Linked DNA regions of Podarcis muralis: region 1 is linked to region 2. Evidence: chromatin contacts called from public Hi-C data. All regions are on one chromosome and are shown on one strand. The core of a region is the stretch at or near the end of the contact, and the rest is flanking DNA. Distances in the headings are between cores, read along the strand shown. Region 1 holds the start of ATAD3A (ATPase family AAA domain containing 3A). Region 2 holds the start of SSU72 (SSU72 homolog, RNA polymerase II CTD phosphatase).

Region 1 (3,698 bases), core at 96-2,595, 160 kb after region 2:
AAGGGCAACCCTCCCTCAGCTGAGCACTGATGCAACCACTGTTGGGGAAACTGCAACACTGGCTCTCCAGAGTTTGAAACATGAGGGCACAAATGCCGCTTCAGAAATGTGCCCTCAGACTCACATTCCTGGCATTTTGCAGCACTTTCTGGAGCCTGGTTTATGAATTTCCCATTTCTGTCCTGTAAAAACAGAGCTGCTGGGGCACACGAGAGAGGACCTTGCAGATGCAGCGCACATGTGGCTCTTGCCTCCCTAGCGTTTTAAAGAAGGGATTTTTGGGGGGTGGGCATCTCTTAGATCCAGTTAACCCTTTACACACACACAACTCTTATTGCCCTCACACCCTGCTTTTCAAAGAAGCGCTCCAGCCCTGTAGATCCAACCAGCCCTATCACCACCCCTTACAAAGGTGCTGACCTTTAAAGCCCTAAATGGCCCCGGTCATGTATACCTGAAGGAGCGTCTCCACCCCCATCGTTCAGCCTGGACACTGAGATCCAGCGCCGAGGGCCTTCTGACAGTTCCCTCACTGCGAGAAGTGAGGTTACAGGGAACCAGACAGAGGGCCTTCTTGGTAGTGGTGCCCACCCTGTGGAACACCCACCTTTCAGATGTGAAGGAAATAAGCAGCTATCCTATCTTTAAAAGACATCTGAAGGCAGCCCTGTTTAGAGAAGTTTTTAATATTTAATGCTGTACTGTTTTTAACACTTGATTGGGAGCTGCCCAGAATGGCTGGGGGAACTCAGCCAGATAAATAAACAACAATAATAATAATTACCCATGACCTTCCTTCTACACTACAGTCAGCTCCCTCGCCATCTGGAACCCATACACTCCCAGCACCTGCCCACCATGCGCTCATGCATTCATGCCCCACGTATTACGTAAAAGGTTTTTGTGGGTGTGCATCCAACTTAGTCCTATTCCTAGCAGACCCACTGAAATCAATGGCCCCCAGTTAGCCGTGCCTCCATTAACTTCAGCGGGTCTACTCCTGAGTAGGGCCTGGGCCTGCCCGCGGCCCTGTCTTTCCTCCCCTCCCTCCTCCGACTCACGGGAGGCGTCCAGCTCCCTGGCAGCCTTGGCCGCGCGCTCCAGGCCGGTGGGGTCGAAGTTGCTCCATTTGTCCTTGGGGCGGCCCCCTTCGCCCGGCCCTTCCCCAGAGGCCCCCGCCGGCGAAGGCGGCAGCGGCGGGGCCCCGGGGGGAGCTCCCAGGCCCGCATCTCCGCCGCCGCCGCGGTTCAGCCCGAAGAGCCACGACATGAGCGCCGCTCTCCTCTCTGCAGCCCAGCCGGCAGGCAGCAAGCAGCGGCGCACACGCGGACCCAGCGCCGCTCACATTGCGCAGGCGCCGTCGCCGCCCCTTCCGGTTTCCGGCGCGTTGCCATTGGTGGGAAACACACGCGCACAAAAAAAAAAGAATGCGAGGAACCATAGAGTTGGGGGACAGACGGGCTTCATACGCACAGTTTCGTTTTAGAGCCAAGGATGCAGAACCGGAAGTCCTGGGAGTATTTGCTGGACTACAACTCCCATGGATCCTTTGCTATTGGCCATGCTGGTGGGACTTGGAATCTAGCAACTGTTAGGGGAGGGATGGAGAATGTGTGCCCCACCAGGTTTTTCTGAGTGTGTGTGTGTGTGTGTGTGTGAGAGAGAAATATAGATATAACTATAGCAATATAGATATTTGTTGTTGTTGTTGTTGTTGTTTAGTCGTTTAGTTGTGTTCGACTCTTCGTGTCCCCATGGTCCAGAGCCCGCCAGGCACTCCTGTCTTCCACTGCCACTATATGCTATAGATATATAGATATATCTATAGCAATCCCCCCCCCCCAGGTAGTGATGTATGGAAGTGAGAGCTAGACCATAACGAAGGCTGATCGCTGAATAATTGATGCTTTTGAATTATGGTGCTGGAGGAGACTCTTGAGAGTCCCATGGACTGCAAGAAGATCAAACCTCTCCATTCTTAAGGAGATCAGCCCTGAATGCTCCCTGGAAGGACAGATCCTGAAGCTGAGGCTCCAATACTTTGGCCACCTCATGAGAAGAGAAGACTCCCTGGAAAAGACGCTGATGTTGGGAAAGATGGAGGGCACAAGGAGAAGGGGACGACAGAGGACAAGATGGTTGGACAGTGTTCTTGAAGCTACCAGCATGACTTTGACCAAACTGCGGGAGGCAGTGGAACACAGGAGTGCCTGGTGTGCTCTGTCCATGGGGTCACGAAGAGTCGGACACGACTAAACGACTAAACAACAACAACATACCAATTTATTCAACTTGTCACTCTATACCAGGCATCCCCAAACTCGGCCCTCTAGATGTTTTTTTGGCCTACAACTCCCATCATCCCTAGCTAACAGGACCAGTGGTCAGGGATGATGGGAATTGTAGTCCCAAAAATATCTGAAAGGCTGTGTTTGGGGATGCCTGCTCTATACTTTTCCTATCTCTGTGGGTCCTCCTCTTCAGGAATGCTTATTGGGCTGAAGCAGAAGCAGAAGGCGGGACTCCTAAATCACGTGCCTTTGACTCTTCTCATCTTTTATTGGCTCTCAGCACAGTGAACCCATTCTTCCCACGGAGAGCAGTGATGCGATTGGGTGATCTGAAAAGAAGGGCGGGACCTGAGAGAGAGGGGGCAGGGAGGGGAATTCAACCTGTAGCAAAGAAGGAGGCGGTCCTTCTCCTTAGCAACGGGAATGTTGAGGCTGTCGCTAAGGAGGATGCCAAGTGATGCTTTGCAGAGAAGGGCGCGCATGGCGGAGGCTGGAGCTTTGCGGGTGCGGGGCAGTGGAGTCACCCTCAGGTGCTGGGAGAGGGACGGGCGATTCTGGGAAGGCTATCTTTTATTTATTGTATGTTTTAAATGAATTAATAGGAGAAATGGAGGCGGGTATGTTTTGTTTTCTTATGTATATTTACTGCATTTGCCCCAAAAATGGCTCTCAGGATGTATTACAAATCAGCTCCTGGGTCTGTTTTTGACCCGCAGTCTTAAAAAAGTCATGACACATGAGGAAAATAGGAATAGGAAGGTAGAGGGGAAAGCAAACTCAAACACATGCCCTTACAGATCTCGAAATTATAAGAAAAGACCCCCCCCCTTTTTTTTAAAGCTGGGACTTGGTTTAGGAAGGAGGGATATATTATCCCAATTTGAGGCTTTAAATCTAAGGGGAATTTCTGGGAATTGATCTCTCAGCTCCATTCTTTCAGTTCCGATTTGAGAGTGGAATCCCGTGTATGTCATCTACTTAGAAGTAAATCCCAGTTGTCGCCAACTAAGTCCTACACAGGGTAGACACATTGAAATTAATAGGACAAAATGAGCCATTTCCATTAATTTCACTGGGTCTAATCTCAGTAGGACTAACACTGGCTACAACCTAGAGTACACCAAGGCTTGTGATGCAGTCCTGTGTATGTCTACTCAGAATTTAAATTGGGATGGTCTAAATACAGATATCCAGGGCCAGATTTAAGGTGCTTATGTTGTAATTTAAAGCTCTAAATGAACTAGGTCCAAGGTAAATGAAATACCATATCCTCCTGCCACTGTGTTAAAAATCTGTGGGTAAACCCTTTTAGTAGTCCATCGGCTGGGGACTCATGGGCTGGCTTTTTCAGTTGTACCCCATGGAGACGGGGCAAGTATGTGAAGCACTAATACAAATAGTAGTTTC
Region 2 (3,981 bases), core at 1,348-3,847:
AGAGAACAACAGAGATGATGTTTGAACACTTTCAGGTCCCAGCTTTGTACCTCTCGGTCCAAGCCACACTGGCCCTTTACGCGTCCGCACGCACCACGGGGTTGGTGATGGACAGCGGAGACGGAGTAACTCATACTGTCCCCATCTATGAAGGATATTGCCTACCCCACGGAGTGTCCAGACTTGATGTGGCGGGAAGGGACATTACCAATTACCTCGCCAGCCTCCTTTTGGAAAACAGCCAGCCTTCCTTAAGCAGGGCCAAGAAAATCATGGTGCAGAGCATCAAAGAGAAGTCCTGCTATGTGGCTTTGGATCCCAAGCAGGAAGCAGAAAAAAAAGCTGAGGTCTTCAAGCTGCCAGATGGAAGCACCATCACACTCAATCTCCACCTCTGCCAAGCACCAGAAATCCTTTTCGTGCCAAAGATCATCGGTGTTGAGGCCCTGGGCATCCAAGCCATGATCACCAAGAGCATTAGAAAGTGTGACAGGGATATTTGCAGCCTCCTCTATGGGAACCTGGTCCTCTCAGGCGGATCATCACTTTTCCAGGGTCTCGATGAGAGGATTTTTAAAGAGATAGAACACCAAGTCCCACAGGGGGTTCCGCTGCGAATCATAGCACCTCCAGATACAATGTGCGCTGCCTGGCTGGGAGGATCCATTCTAACTCACCTGGACTCTTTTGTACCCATGTGGATTACCAGTGAGGACTACCAGGAATTTGGTGCGGGTGCAATCCATCGAAAGTGCTTTTAAGAAGGGTGTATACTTATGATGATGATTATAAAGCTGATCTGCAAGATTGTAACTTTAATAAAAGTACAAAGAGTGTTCAATCCTCCAGTCTCTTTCTCTTTGTGTTTATGAGCGTGACCTTCATGTTATGATAATTATGTTTGTATTTTGTTCTGGAGGAGCTTTTGAGACTGTGAAAGGATAGCTTTCACTCATTACTCTGAAAAAAGCAGGAGGCATGAGGTTTTTCTTTTTCTTTTTAATTCTCTATTTTCAATTCTTCTCAATGAAAATCAAGAGGGGGAGAGGAATGAATCAAATTTTTCCATGAATATCCCTTTTTTTGCCTTCATACTCCTTCTGGGCTCTGCCTTAACTCTTGCAATATTTTGTGTGCTTTTCCAGAGTTGGCAGCCTTGTGACACCACAGGCACTCTCTTATAACATCACCCTGCATTGTGACATCACTAGCTTTGGGATACTGCCGTCATGGCAACCCTGGGCTTTAACTCTTCCCTAAGGGTCGGGAGGGGGGGATGCGGGTGGCACTGTGGTGTAAACCACTGAGCTGTGCCAACCTAGCAGTTCAAAAACATGCTAAAAAAGTGCAAGTAGATAATGCGACTGGATTTAACTGTCAGGGGTCCTTTACCTTTTTAAGGGTCTTGGGAAACTCTTCTGCGGAGGTTCATCAAAAGAGAGGGATCACTACCGAGAATTTCCAGCACCACCTTCCAACTATGCTTTTAATGCCTCACTTTTAATTTTTTCATTGATAAATTTAATATTTATTGTAAAGCACTTAAAGCTTTTGCTTAAGTGCTATATAAATGTTGTTAAAACCAAAATAAAAAAACTACAGCTCGCAGTATCCTTTGTGATAAGGCGTAAAAGTTTTAACAACCTTTTCAGTTTTGGAAGGGCCACACATTTCCAGCTCAGAGTTAATCCTGCTTTAACTGCCATTTCCTCTGAGAGCCCCTCAGATATGTTTTTGCCTTTCCGAGGGTTATATTTCCCAGGTTTCCTGAGTGGAGGGCAAAGCAAACTGGGAAATGTAGTCCTGAGAACCGAAGGACTCTATCAGGGAATTTGTTTCATGCGGCCCCCTAAACTACAATTCCCAGAAGTCATTGGGGAAAGGAATGACAGTTAAAACTGAGGCGGAGGCGGCTGCTCCTCGCCCCTTTTCAAAAGTTCTCGCTCGGCCCTTTGCCGTTTCCATAAGGTAAAGGTAAAGGTACCCCTGCCCGTACGGGCCAGTCTTGACAGACTCTAGGGTTGTGCGCCCATCTCACTCTATAGGCCGGGAGCCAGCGCTGTCCGAGGACACTTCCGGGTCACGTGGCCAGCGTGACAAAGCTGCATCTGGCGAGCCAGCGCAGCACACGGAAACGCCGTTTACCTTCCCGCCAGTAAGCGGTCCCTATTTATCTACTTGCACCCGGGGGTGCTTTCGAACTGCTAGGTTGGCAGGCGCTGGGACCGAGCAGCAGGAGCGCACCCCGCCGCGGGGATTCGAACCGCCGACCTTTCGATCGGCAAGCCCTAGGCGCTGAGGCTTTTACCCACAGCGCCACCCGCGGCCGTTTCCATAGAGATATGCAAATATCACTCCTCTGGTGCCGGGGATTTTTCCCTCTGGCGCATAAATACCCAACTTCCCTTCATTGTCGTCGTCGTCATGGGAAACTACGAGAAGGAGGTTGGGGAGGTAAAAAAAAAACCCTTGGCCAGACGCTCTGCCCCTCACTTCCGCTTCTCTATGGTTGGAAAGGGAAGGCGAAAAAGGTCGCAGCGAAAGCAGGCGGGGCGCGGCTCATAGAGCCGGACACGTCGGCCAGCCCCGCCTCTTCCGGTCCCAGTGGACGCCATTTTGTGTATGTGAGTGAGAGAGACGAGAAGGGAAGCGCCGCCGCCGCCACCACCACCACCGCCTGGGAACCTCACCGCGGGCCCTTCGCTGCCGTCACCCGCCGCCTTTCCCTCTTCGACCCTTCCCCTCCCCAGGCCCCCGCCCCGGCCCCTTCCTCGCCGCCGGGCGTCCAGCCATGCCCTCCTCGCCGCTCCGGGTGGCTGTGGTTTGCTCCAGCAACCAAAACCGCAGCATGGAGGCCCACAATATCCTCAGGTAAAGCAACTCTGGGCCTGGCTAGGCCTCGCTCAGCTACCTCACCCCTCTCCAATTCCGTTCTCTGGTTTCCCGTTTGAAGTGAGGTGGGGGGGGTGTTTGACGCCACATTGGATCAAGGTGGGGCCTCCTCATCCTCGGCGTCGTCACAGTGACGTCAGTTAACCCTTACAGTCCCCCCCCCCCATTCTCTTGGTAGCGGGAGATAACGTCAAGGAAAGCTCTTCCACATCGGGTGGAATAATTTACGGCAAGGGGCTCCGTGACGTAGATCGAACTCCCAATTTTGTCAAGAAGCCGGGCGGTGGATTATTATTATTATTGTAGTTATTACATTTCTTAACTGCCCTTCCCTGTAAGGTCACGGGGCGAGTTCCAATAGCGTGAAGATGCCACTTTCAGATTCGGTTAAAACGATTATTGCTTACTGTTAATTGGCTTTAAAAGAGACTTGGGCAAGTTCATGGAGGAGAGCGGTGTCAATGGCTGCCGGTCATGGCGGCCGTGGTCTGCCTCCATAGCTGGAGGCAGTAATGCTTCTGAATGCCAGTAGCAGGAGGGGAGAGTGCTCTTGTGATCTGGCCCTGCTTGAGGGTTTCCCTTTGGGGCATCTGCTTGGACACTGAGAACAGGGCGCTGGACTAATGGACCATTGGCCTGATCCAGCAGGTTTCCCTTATGTCATTATTTAGGTTTCTTACCTGCCATCCACCATAAAGTCCTGGGTGTGGGTTGCAGCAGTGTAAACATGCAATACTGAAAATGTTTACAACACTTAATAATAAGAAGAATATAGCGGGGTCTTTTAAAACATATCTCTTAAAGGCCCGGATGAAGAGTATGTTTATCCCACTTTATACCCCTGAGAGGCTCTCAAGACTGTCTTACGAAAATATTTTCACACAACAACAAAGCATTTTAAAATCTGGTATCAAGAATGGAAGTAACATGAGTTTCCTGTGGTGGTGGGATTATTCCTTTATTCATCCTGGTTCTTCCCTGGTGCTGCCCTTGAACATCTCCCTATTGGGGAAGAGCCATATCTGATGTTCTCTGACACAAGGGGGTAGGGGCTGATCCAATCGCAGTGGAGGCAAGTCTTGACTTCTG

What was found. A called contact is a pair of places that touch in the nucleus more often than the background predicts.
Region 1: a Hi-C map of blood shows a contact between it and region 2, with 3 times the contacts expected there. The contact joins the promoter of ATAD3A here to the promoter of SSU72 in region 2. A contact is called at or near these places in 2 of 3 Hi-C or Micro-C datasets (blood and tail).

What each region holds. Positions count from the first base shown.
Region 1 is chr7:20,094,909-20,098,606 of rPodMur119.hap1.1, forward strand. It overlaps ATAD3A (ATPase family AAA domain containing 3A), which reads right to left and starts at 1,346. Exons shown (of 16, transcript XM_028740873.2): 1 at 1,062-1,346. The coding sequence starts at 1,269. It overlaps LOC114602531, which reads left to right and starts at 2,662. Exons shown (of 5, transcript XM_028740871.2): 1 at 2,662-2,821. The coding sequence starts at 2,749.
Region 2 is chr7:19,933,504-19,937,484 of rPodMur119.hap1.1, forward strand. It overlaps SSU72 (SSU72 homolog, RNA polymerase II CTD phosphatase), which reads left to right and starts at 2,598. Exons shown (of 5, transcript XM_028740878.2): 1 at 2,598-2,871. The coding sequence starts at 2,792. It overlaps LOC114602536 (actin-related protein T2-like), which reads left to right. Exons shown (of 1, transcript XM_028740879.2): 1 at 1-843. The coding sequence ends at 761.